2 separate regions of the Mus musculus genome follow, and region 2 is linked to region 1. Evidence: chromatin contacts called from public HiChIP or PLAC-seq data. All regions are on one chromosome and are shown on one strand. Each heading gives the region's core, a stretch centred on a gene start, on an enhancer-like site or on the middle of the called end of the contact. The rest is flanking DNA. Distances are from core to core; before and after follow the strand shown. Region 1 has its middle 130 kb from the start of Gm41913. Region 2 overlaps Agap1 (ArfGAP with GTPase domain, ankyrin repeat and PH domain 1).

What was found. HiChIP or PLAC-seq counts read pairs in DNA pulled down with a chosen protein or histone mark.
Region 2: a contact with region 1 is called in an H3K4me3 HiChIP or PLAC-seq map of embryonic basal ganglia, with 3 times the contacts expected there. The contact joins two enhancer-like sites. A contact is called at or near these places in 1 of 15 datasets of contacts at CTCF or cohesin (the NIH/3T3 cell line), 2 of 484 Hi-C or Micro-C datasets (nephron progenitors and neural progenitor cells), 11 of 115 datasets of contacts at active chromatin or transcription factors (craniofacial prominence, embryonic basal ganglia, embryonic forebrain and 8 more) and 1 of 9 other capture datasets (embryonic stem cells).

The regions. Positions count from the first base shown.
Region 1 is chr1:89,256,855-89,259,554 of GRCm38.p6, reverse strand. It overlaps the pseudogene Gm5259. Among named protein-coding and RNA genes, the nearest start is that of Gm41913, 130 kb to the left of the region's middle. Within about 2 kb of position 1,349, at least 9 of the 459 cell types and tissues checked have an H3K27ac peak or open chromatin away from gene starts, as enhancers often do.
Region 2 is chr1:89,575,657-89,578,548 of GRCm38.p6, reverse strand. The region is part of intron 1 of Agap1 (ArfGAP with GTPase domain, ankyrin repeat and PH domain 1); the gene reads right to left. All of the region lies in intron 1 of Gm41914 (a long non-coding RNA gene), which reads left to right. Among named protein-coding and RNA genes, the nearest start is that of Gm41914, 3.8 kb to the left of the region's middle. Within about 2 kb of position 1,333, at least 198 of the 459 cell types and tissues checked have an H3K27ac peak or open chromatin away from gene starts, as enhancers often do.

The DNA.
Region 1 (2,700 bases), core at 100-2,599:
AGGCCCCTGCTCTACCTTCCTCTCCTCCATAGCAGGTGTAATTCTCAGCTTTAGACCATCACAAAGTCTACTTAGTTGTTTTTTTTGTTGTTGTTTGTTTGTTTGTTTGTTTTTCGAGACAGAGTTTCTCTGTATAGCCCTGGCTGTCCCGGAACTCACTTTGTAGACCAGGCTGGCCTCGAACTCAGAAATCTGCCTGCCTCTGCCTCCCGAATGCTGGGATTAAAGGCATGCACCACCACGCCCTGCTGGATTCTGGCCTTTTACTAGCCAGTGCTGGCACTGTCTACTTGATGTCTCCTGGGCCAAGGCTTAAAACTATTCTCTCATTAAAGTCGCCTGTTCCCCTGTTGTCACCTACAAGATCAGGCTCCCAAATAGTCATATCTTCCAGCCCCTCTTCAGTTCATCTTATGCCCTCACCCCAAACCACTGCAGGTCGGATGCAGGATTCAGCCATGTAGACATAACCAATCAGCCCTCTGTTGTAGTAGTCTGTCACCTGAGCTGGCATTTGGAAGGACAACTACAAGGTCGGTCCCCATCTGCTACACAGATGCTCACCAAGTCCTTGAAGGAACAACAGGGTTGAGCCATCATGGTAAGCACAGGGACTCCGCTGAAGACCCCAGAGGTTCAAGGAGGAAATGGTGGCACTGAGAAATGGCTGGTCTTTCCTACACAGGCTCCTGCCTCCTCCTGGTCTCATACTGAGGACAAGATACCAGGGCCTGCTCCAGAGGGTGGTCATGAGCCTCCCCTGCCTCCTTCTCTGTATGGCTAACTGGGTTGAACAGGGTCCCTCTCCTAAAGCCCTATTGTTCCTGAGACCTCAGAATGGGGTCCATACTTTGATTCCATTCTGCTGGCTTCCATGTGTCTGTGGTTTTAAATCAGCACCTGGGCTTGAGAACAGCTCTTTGAGACAAGCCACGTACCTCAACGAGGAAGCTGTCTGAACTGTCTGACTGGGGTCTAGTCAGTGCCCACTCAGGGTAGTGCTGGGACAGACAAAGAAGGAGGAAATGAAGGGAGGGGAGAAATGAAGTGGCAGGCTCCCTGAGATGTTCAGAGGAGCTCAAAGCTGGTCTCTAGAGGCGAGATAGAGTGCCGGGAGAGGCACAAAAGGCAGTTTCACAGAGTTCTAACACACCCGAGTATGAGCAGGTGAGAGGCCATGAGACACCCCTTGTGTTTCCAGGGTAGTTACCCAGACCACTTTTCTCTGCTGCTACTCAATACCTGGATGAATTTGTGCCACCTGCTTCCCAGAGCCCTCCTCCACAGGGTGGTGATAGGAGACTGTGATCTGGTTGTGGGAATCCAGTGGTGTGCTTCCCTGAAGCTCAGAACCCTATGTGAGGCAGAAGCGGCAAGCCATCTGTGTTACCATGGCTGCTGAGGGGCCGCTGGTACTGAGTGCTGGGGGAGGGGATGCTGGGAAAACAGTGCGCAGACACAGTGTGCACTGCAGAAACTTACACAGGAGTAGATCCCAGAGCCAGGGAAGATAGCTGGGATATGAGGCTTGCTGGGCGAGCATGAAGACCTGAATTCAAAGCCCCGGCACCATGCAAGCTTCTGTGAATGATGGAGACAGAAGATTCCCCGGGGGCTTGATGGCTGCCAGCCTAGCTCCAGAGTCAACAGGACACTTTGTCTCAGGGGAATAAGGTAGAGAGTGATAGAGAAAGACACTCAGTGTTCTCTGGCATAGACACAGATGCACATCTACTTTGTATGCACACGAACACACCCCCCACCCCCCACACCCCCACACCTCCATACACAAACATCCCCACACATACCTACACACACACACATCTATACATACCTACCTACATACACATACACAGACACACACACTCCTACACACACACAGACACACTCTCTCACATACACACTCACACACAAATACCCCCACACACCTACACACACACCTACACACACATACCTACACACACACCTACACACACACACACACAGACACACACACACACCTACACACACACAGACACACACTCTCTCTCTCTCTCTCTCTCTCTCTCTCTCTCTCACACACACACACACCACTGCCATCACCACAGCCATACACATATCTTCTCTGGACACAAAATAATATATTATAACATTATTATATTTGCTAAAGAGTTAAATTTTAATTGAACAAGAAGGCAGGGCTTGATTTCTAAATTGCAGAGGAGAAATTAAGTAACCCCTGGATGTTTTAAAATAATTTGTAGTTGACTTTAAATTCATACTGCAAATTCTAGTGCTGGCCAAAAGTTAAATATAAAAGCTCAGTTCAAATGAACCCACCCATCCCTCGCTACTATGACAAAAAGAGAACAAAAAGGAAGGGAGAGAAATACATCTGACTAAACTAGAATCTATATAAAAAGGTGATAGCACACTTTTAATTTCTGCATTCAGAAGGCTGAGGCAGGAAGGTCTCTAAGTTTGAGACCAGCCTTTTCTACATGGGGGCAGGGGGAAGTGTTCTAGATTAGCTAGGGCTATACAGTAAGACCCTGTTTCAAAACTAAATGAGCTCTCTCCACCAGCTGAGCAAGATGCCCAAAGGAAAGAATGCCAAGGAGAAGAAGGTGGCCCTGGCCCGCGCTGTCATTAAGAAACAGGAGGCAAAAAAGATGGTCAGTCCTTTGTTTGAGAAAAGGCCCAAGAACTTCGGCATTGGAC
Region 2 (2,892 bases), core at 84-2,583, 320 kb before region 1:
CCTCAACTACAAGATCCCTACCATCAGTTATGGGCAAGGTAGACATTTTGTTTGAAACTCTTCGTCTCTACAATGGTCCTTCAGACAGACCATTCAAAGGTCAAGGCCATGACATCCTCTGTTTGAATAAAGCAGCTCTCTGATAAAACTCAAGAGCCACCAGCTATTCTAAAGGCATGAAGGCAGGCATGAAGCATGTTAAAATGTCTACCTCTATCCAGTTAGGAGGATGCTGAGGCTCAGAGCTCAGGCTGAGTTCTCCATGACTGAGTGCACAGCTCCTGGGTGAGAATGGAACTGGAGTCAGACTCTCAGTGCCCCGGTCTGCATTCACGTCTTTTGTTTCAGCAGCTTCATTGGCGACAAAGAGCAGAAAAGCGTGACCAGTACTGGCCTAGGCACCATTAAAAATTAAACTCCTGGTATAACCAGGAAGTATTATTAACATATTTTCATTGTTTTTCTATGGACTTATTTATTCATAAAGAGACTGTGTGTGTGTGTGTGTGTGTGTGTATGTTATACTACATACAAAAGGACAAGACAGGGTTCTCTTGCCTCGAGGAATTCACAAACTTATAAAAATGATGTTTGTAATTTTAGGACTGAAAGAAACGGTGGAGGAAGTCTCAGAGTGGCAACAGTAGCCAACATGCCACTCATCTAATAAGTCAGTGCCACTAGGACCTGGCCACAACCTAGCCTTACAGCAGTACAGTGGCTCGAAAATTCCAGGTCCCCAGATCTTCAAGATGAGATATGGGAGCTGCCCACAGGAAAGAGAGGGCCGCAACCCTGGGGTCACTGGAGCTGGAGGCTAACTCTCAGTGTGTATGAACAAGGCTTCTGGGAAATGCCACCATGAACCTTAATAGCATCTAGTGCATAGTAAAGAAAGGGAGACACATGTCCCTTATTACCTGAAGCATACTTCACAAAATGAGGGTGCGTGTGGGGGGGGGGGATTTGGAATTCCTTTACAGCTTTACAGCAGTGGTCTTCAACCTGTGGGTCACTACACCTTTGGAGAGCAAATGACCCTTTAACAGGGGTTGCCTGAGAGCATCAGAAAACACAGATGTTTACATTATGGCTCACAACAGCTGCAAAAATACAGTTATGAAGTAGCAACAAAATAGTTTTAAGGTTGAGACTCTGTATTAAAGGGTCTCAGCATTAGGCAGGTTGATAACCGCTGCCGTTATTCTTTCTTGGTATGGAATCCATCCCAGGTTTTGTGCATTACCCTACAAGGATGCAAGCTGCAGAGTAGAAGAATCCATTCCATCCACCTCAGATGACACACAGTCTCCCAGGGAGACTCAGAGCACCCAGCCTGCCAAGCTGCTGCTCTCTCTCTCTCTCTGCACTCTAAGCAGGAGGAAGCAGGAGCCCCACAGCCAGTCCTAAACACCCCCTGAAGGCCTACATGTCCCTGTCATAGCGTGTGGCCTCTCCCCGCAGCCCTGGAGACTTGGGCTCTCCCAGTCTCAGAAGACACAGGATCCTGAGCCTGTCACTCCAAAACCTAAATCCCCAGCACAAAGCCAGACCTGCCTCTGCTCAAAGGAAATGCTTCACAAGGCTTGCTGAGTGCTCCTGGACTATTTTGTTGGGTGTCCCTAAATGGATACTACCAGACCACATCTTGGATTTCCCATACATACCATATAGCATATCACCATTTTAGAACACACTCACACAGAGTGTGTCCTTGATCTCTCTGCTCTATCCTTCAATAGCACACGGGCATGGCTTGGGCACTGCAGGGATTCAATTGTCTGAATAAGAAAAGTCTAGTGGGTCCAAATAGCCCTGCTGATCCCCTAATTCCTCACCTTGGCAGCTGGCCACCCACCTCAGCCCTAAGCTTACAGAAGCCTTAGGCCTACGTCCAGTGCCATTTCTAGCAGGTCATCAGTTATGCCTCTTTCATGAACAATAGATTTTGCAAGTACTGGTTAGAGCCTATAAGCTTTATTTAGAGGAACCTCTTTGCAAGTCAGCAGAGGAATCGCCTGATTCACAGGCCAACTTTCCAAAAAACACAATTTGATAGCTAGTAATCAGGGTCACAGTCTCTTAGATGCTTGTCTGCTGGCAGCAGACATCACAACGCATGGTCCTTCCCTGGGCACAGATGCCCAGAGCCACAGAGAACTTCTTGCTGGGCTTTGGGAGCTAGCTTCTGGTAGCTGGCTGCCTGACAGGGCGATGCTGTATGTCATCTTCAGATCTTCTCAGCATGAGTCTCCATCCCATCAGGACGGCTGTTTCAGAGGACTTCTGATTTGAGATTTGTGTTCTGTGTACTGTCCCAGCCTTGGATGATGCAGTATGTGGGGACCCCAGCTTTCGTATTTTATAAGCTGAAGGTTGCAAATAGAATCTTGTCAGGCCTGTTATCCCAGAGACTCGAGAGGTTAAGATAGGAGGGACTGCTAACTTGAGGCATTTGTGGGCCACAGAAGTAGTTCAAGTTCCTCTAGGTAACTGAGCAAGACCCTGTCTCAAAACAAAAATACAGCCATAGGGTTTTGGCTCATTAATGGAATGTCTGCTGTCTAGCAGGTGCAAGGCCCTGGGTTCAGTCCCCATATCCAGCTCCCCCAAAGATACAGGGAGAAATGTGAATAAAGCACTGCTGAACCTGATGGCTTAGTCAAGAAGGGAGTGTATACTCCTCTTCAGGGCAGGGACATGCTGACTAAGCAGGAGGCAGGACCACAGGTCCTCTGAGCACCGACCGTCACGCTGCCTGTGCCATTCCTCATGGAGCAGCCACAAAAGTCAAGGCTGTCAACAGGCCAGAGACTGTGTGTGGCCAGACACCTGCTGGCAGTGTGCTTCTGTAAGCATTTCCATTGTGACTGGAGGTTCCTGGCTGTCACC